Linked DNA regions of Zea mays: region 2 is linked to region 1. Evidence: chromatin contacts called from public Hi-C data. All regions are on one chromosome and are shown on one strand. The core of a region is the stretch at or near the end of the contact, and the rest is flanking DNA. Distances in the headings are between cores, read along the strand shown. Region 1 holds the start of LOC103630191 (Heat shock protein DnaJ with tetratricopeptide repeat). Region 2 holds the start of LOC103630192.

Region 1 (2,938 bases), core at 333-2,832:
GTCATCCATGGCTATGCTTGCAGAGTGCGAAACAGAGCTTCGGGTTTCATTTCTTTCAAATAGAAAGGTCTCTGTTGGACAATTAGAATTATCACCTTCCAAGCTCTGTGACATGACTCTGTCTCCTGCATTCAAATCTGGTGTCTTCTCTGGTGGCAAACAATAAGTGCCATTAGCGGAATTAGAAACGTTGCTATTTGCTGTAGAGAAAAAATCACTGCTTGAACTAGAAGTATTGCTATTTGCAGAGAGGAATTCACTGCTCCTATCTGATGTGCTGCCAGTTTCCTTCCCAAAAACAGCGCCTGGGATTCCTCCACTTCCAAACGTAAACACTTTGGGTTGATAACCACTTTTCGTCTCATGCAAGGGCATGTCACTTCCTATACACAACCGTGTTATCTTTTCCAGAGGAAAATCTGCATCACAAACACATTTAGCAACAGTGGAAGAACTGGTATTGGCACCAGAGTCAACATTGTTTATATTATCCACATGACCACTTAATGTGGTACTTCGAAACGTGAAAGCTTCTGGTGCTCCATTAGTACGATCAATCCCCCCACCCCTGGAAGGTGCTTGACTGCCTATATTGAACTGCATCGACTTCCCAGCCATACCTTTTGCATCAGTGCCATGAACTGAACTAGGATCATCTGAATGTGCACCAGGGGCGGCTTTGTTCTTACAGTCAGCAAAACTCCCAGCTCCATTACCTCCAAACACAAATGCTTGCGGCACACCATTAGCACTATCCCTCTTCTTACTTTGCAAGGGTTCTTTGTGGCCTAAATTCAACTGTGTAAGCTTCTCCTGGAGCACATTAGATTCCTTGTTACTAGAAAACAAACCAGATATATCAGCACCAAATACCGAACTTCCATCCTTTCGATCCCTCCCCTGACCGAGACCATCGTCAACCTCACTTGATGTTCGCAGGTTCAACTTCTCCATCTTATCAGGGAGCTTTGATGAAGCGGGCGATCCCTCGTCAAACCGAGGCAGGCTCTCCCTCACGCTCCCAAACACGAAGGGCGCCTCAGTGGGTGAAGCTACTGACACTGCTGGCTCCAAAGGCTGTTGGCTCACTGCCGAAGCAGCACCAAACACAAAGCCTCCGGTCTGTCTATCCGTACCTCCGCCACCACCAAACGGGTTCCATATTCCGGCTGAGGTCTGCGGCATGCGGGAGCGGGAGGAGGCGGGCGCGTGGCGCCGTTTGGCCAAGCGCGGCGCGCGACGTGAAGAGGGCGGCGCTCCGGCGGAGGGCTCGGCGCCCGGTGGCGCGAGTCCAAGCCCTAGGCCCGGGTTCGCCATATAAGCCACGGAGGCGGCGGGGAGCTCGGAGCCGCTAGGTTTTTGGCGCGGCGAAGCGAGCGCTACCGCCGGTGGCTTCCCCCGCGTCGGGGGAGCAGCGGCCGGCGGCGGCGGGCTCTGGAAGGCTGGGGAATGGACGAATGAGGCGGGGCGCGTGTGATTCGAGGGGGCCGAGGAGGCGAGGACGCTTCCACACGGGCACACGGCAGCTTTGTTGGTCGGCCGGTTTACGGAATTCGTAGACTCGCAGTTGTGACGTTGGGTTGGGCCGTTCGGAAATGCCTTCGTAGGGGGCAAATTGAAGTAGGTCAAACACCAATAAAATTAGTATAAGATTTGGTATATTTGAACTATTTTATCACCACTTGGATTATTTTCATAAAACAATTTTATTTTCTTACTTCTAAGTCAAAACACTCTACTTTTGTAAATTAAACCATTTTCAAGACAGTTTTGATAAGGAGACAAAAGCTCCTTGATACCTGGAACATGGTAAAGGAAGGCATGAAGGCCTCCCAAAGACGGCCCATGAACTAGATTGACTACCTGTCAAATAGTTTGGCATGAAGGTTTAAAAGGTCTCCTGGGGACGGCCCGCCAAACCGACCAGCCCGCCTATCGAACAAATACTCGTCAAGCAACCCAACGAGGCGAGGACCGCCGAGCAACCTAGCGAGGCGGGATTGCCGACCAACCTACCCGCCGAGCAACCCAGCAAGACAACAGGTAGCTCTCAGGTGAACACCCCTGCTGAAAGGAAGAGCTAACCTGGTACTGTCGGCGTTTCGACCCCCGAGGGGTCCCTGGACCAACGAGTAAATTGTCGCCGCGTGTCCCAGCCCAGATGGGTCGGCGCGAGACGGAGCACGAAGGGGGAAAAAGGAGACAGGAAAAAGGAGGAAACCCGCGGCCTTCGTGTTGTCCTACGCCCAGGTCGGGTGCGCTTGCAGTAGGGGGTTACAAGCGTCCGCGTGGGAGAGAGAGAGCGAGAGGCTTATACGCGCCGGTCCGTCCTCCCGCGCGGCCAACCTTCTCGTATGAGAGCCCTGGACCTTCCTTTTATAGGCGTAAAGAGAGGGCTCAGGTGTACAATGGGGGATGTAGCAGTGTGCTAACGTGTCTGAAAGAGAAATGTGCCCTTGGGCCATTTCTAAGTATTTTGGTGATTTAGTGTCCAACACAAGTGCCTAAGTGTAAAAAGGTGGACAATGTACAAATCAAGGATAAAGGTATGTTTCTCAGACTTAGTACATTGTTTTATGGACTAATGTATTGTGTCTAAGTGCTGGAAACAGGAAAAAATCCAATTGAAAATGTCTTGGCTCGAGCAGCCAAGACTCAGCTCAGTCTGGAGCACCGGACTGTCCGGTGGTGCACCGGACAGTGTCCGGTGCGCCAGGCTGGCTCTGGCAAAGTGGCTGCTCTCGGGACTTCGACGGCGGTGTACGGCTATAATTCACCGGACTGTCCGGTGGTGCACCGGACTGTCCGGTGGTTCGTTCACAGGCAAACTCGTCGCTCTCGGGAATTCATCGGCGACATACGGCTATAATTCACCGGACTGTCCGGTGTGCACCGGACTGTCCGGTGAGCCAACGGTCGGCAGGGCCAACGGTCGGCC
Region 2 (2,700 bases), core at 130-2,629, 210 kb after region 1:
GGGAAAAGGCTATTTAGACCTCGGTGGGTTACCTTAAAGTTATTAGCAAATGTAAAGGGTCTGGATGTAATTTTATACGAGCTGTGTCCCGTGTCTATAAATAGATGAACAGTACCCCGTACTGTTCACGCTGACTGGTACTTGCTTTTGTGTCACGCTAGTACTTCTTGCCTTATGTCAAGCCGAAGGTATTTTTATAATTCAATAATGTTTCTATCTTTCTATGATAATATAATAAGAATGAATTAACAATATTATACGATTGTTTATATTGTCTCTCATATTCTATATGCTTCTTCATTTATTAATATATATTGCAATCATGAAGGTACGTCCTTCATGACCTTCGTCTGAATATCATTATATCCTAAGGGGAATAATGCTTCAAAGGACGAAGGTCGAAGGACTTTAACATTTAATACTTTGGGATTGTTCTTGATTCATAGCATTTGAGAACAAGTCCCCAACAGTTCCCAAGTGTTTTGTAAGCAAGGCAAGAGACATCAATTGTGTGGTGGTCCTTGTGGGGTCTAAGTGACCTGAGAATTAAGGAGAAAGCTCACTCGGTCTAGGTGACCGTTTGAGGAAGGGGAAGGGTTGAAAGGGACCCGGTCTTTGTGATCACCTCAACGGAGACTAGGTTCTTTAGAACCGAACCTCGGTAAAACAAATCACCGCGTTCATCCGTTTTATTTCTTGGTTGATTTGTTTTCCCCTCTCTTTCGGACTCGAATTCATTTCTAACGCTAACCCCAGCTTGTAGTGTGTGCTTAAGTTTATAATTTTTAGATTCCGCCTATTCACCCCCTCTAGGCGACTTTCAGTGGATGACCCTTCCATGGAGATCGGGCTATCGCAGACTTCCAAGGAGAGAGCGGGGGCGGGGTACCCAATCCACGTCGCGGATTTGCCGTCCATGGAGAGCATGGACGCGGTGATCCGAGGTGGAGGATGTCGCAGACACGGATTCAGGGCGGAGCATGTCAACTTTCATGGAGAGAGCTGGGGCGGGGTTTAGAGATGCGGATCTGCGGACGCAGATCTGGGGTGAGACCGCAGGAATTGCGGGTGAGAGGAGAGTGGGGGCGAGAAGAGCCGAGCGGAGGCATGCTTCACCAGAGCATGTGGACGCCCACTCTAGAAACATATAGAGTAGTAGAGATTTCCTGCCAATTAATCTCACCTCCCATCATTCTTTTTTAGCTTAGCCTAATTTTTAATTTTCCAGCATTTATTCAAAGAGACTGTTGGTACAGTTTACTCTTAAATTTTTTAGCATACCACGAATAATCATTTTTAGGAAATTTTTAACACTCTTGTGGAATTAGGGGATACTTGTTTATATAATGTAACTTATTTTGAACTAAGTTAGATCATATGATCTGGCTCAACTTACTCTAATCTAAGACTAGAGTTTGGGCGTTTGGCACGTCACTACGTCAGAGGTGTCTCGGTCCGACTTGGTACTTGGCGGCTCCACTGCTCACGTCACGTGCCCGCGTTCTCTCTCCGACTCCCATGCCTCTCCGGCGAGCTAGTCTGGTATCCATCGGCGAGCTAGTTTTGTCTCCACCGGCGAGCACGCGTCTGTAACCTCCTCCACCCCCATCGAACTCCACCTGCTCTCCAATCCGCTAGATCTCGGCTCCGTGCAGGTACCTACCCCCTCGTCTTCTAGCCTCTCTATCCAGATCTCATTTGGAGACGCGCTGGCTGCTGGCGCTGCGCTGTAGTGGTGGGCGCGTCCTGGGGAAGCGGACGGGTAGAGCTTTTGCGGTTTGGACCACCGGTGGGCAGTGGGCTCGTTGCTTCGGCGTCCGTTGCTTAATTTCGGGTGCACGCGGGTCTGGCAGGAATGGGACGCTGGATGGTGTGTGAGTTGGCAATTTGGGGTTTAATTAGCGTGTGAAAGTCAAATAGGGCGCTGGATGTGTTTGGCATTGTGTGTTTCCTCTCATTTTGGCACAGGTTACGTGGATGGCTGTGTGGTGTTGCTTTGCTCGCTAATTTGGTTGGATCAGGAGTGTCCTGGGAGCTATGGTCAGTGCATTTTCTGTTGCCAAGTCATAAATGTTGAATGTCTGACTGTTCAGGGTGGATTTGTATTTGCTAGCCATGAATTTGTCAGAGTGAAATTCCATATGGATTACCTCAATTTGTTCACACAAACATCTACAACTAGATAATAGTTGCAGTTCACTGAATATCTTTTGTACACAACATTGCATACTTAATCAAGACTTTTGGAGTTGCTTACCGAACATCTCTTATTACCATGCTGTATGTGGTTTTCGGTTGATGTAATAGTATAGCATGTTTTTTTTGTGGCTATTCCAGCTGTGCTGATTGTGAGGAATTTGGTAGCACCTCTATCAGGGTTTTAAAACTAGAGTGCTGCCGCCCCAGCATACATAATATGGACGAGTAAGATTCGCTGCAGAGTAACCCTTCTTTCATAAGGATGTTACATTTAATTGCATAGTGACTGTTTTATGTTTCAAATTAACCAGAGAAAATGTTGTTGAGCTGCTGCAACGTTATCGCCGTGACCGTCAAGTATTACTCAACTACATTCTTTCTGGCAACTTGATCAAGAAAGTTGCAATGCCACCTGGTGCAATCTCTTTGGATGATGTAGATATAGATCAAGTTAGTGTTGATTATGTCCTCAACTGTGCTAAGAAAGGTGAAGTGTAGCAT

What was found. Hi-C and Micro-C count contacts between places; a contact is called where the count stands out from the background.
Region 2: a contact with region 1 is called in a Hi-C map of leaf, with 5 times the contacts expected there. The contact joins the promoter of LOC103630192 here to the promoter of LOC103630191 in region 1. A contact is called at or near these places in 7 of 25 Hi-C or Micro-C datasets (bundle sheath, ear, endosperm and 3 more) and 1 of 3 datasets of contacts at active chromatin or transcription factors (seedling).

The regions. Positions count from the first base shown.
Region 1 is chr6:146,989,302-146,992,239 of Zm-B73-REFERENCE-NAM-5.0, forward strand. It overlaps LOC103630191 (Heat shock protein DnaJ with tetratricopeptide repeat), which reads right to left and starts at 1,583. Exons shown (of 11, transcript XM_008651268.2): 1 at 1-1,583. The coding sequence starts at 1,317.
Region 2 is chr6:147,200,798-147,203,497 of Zm-B73-REFERENCE-NAM-5.0, forward strand. It overlaps LOC103630192, which reads left to right and starts at 1,380. Exons shown (of 28, transcript XM_008651269.3): 1 at 1,380-1,655; 2 at 1,969-2,040; 3 at 2,338-2,424; 4 at 2,511-2,686. The coding sequence starts at 2,417.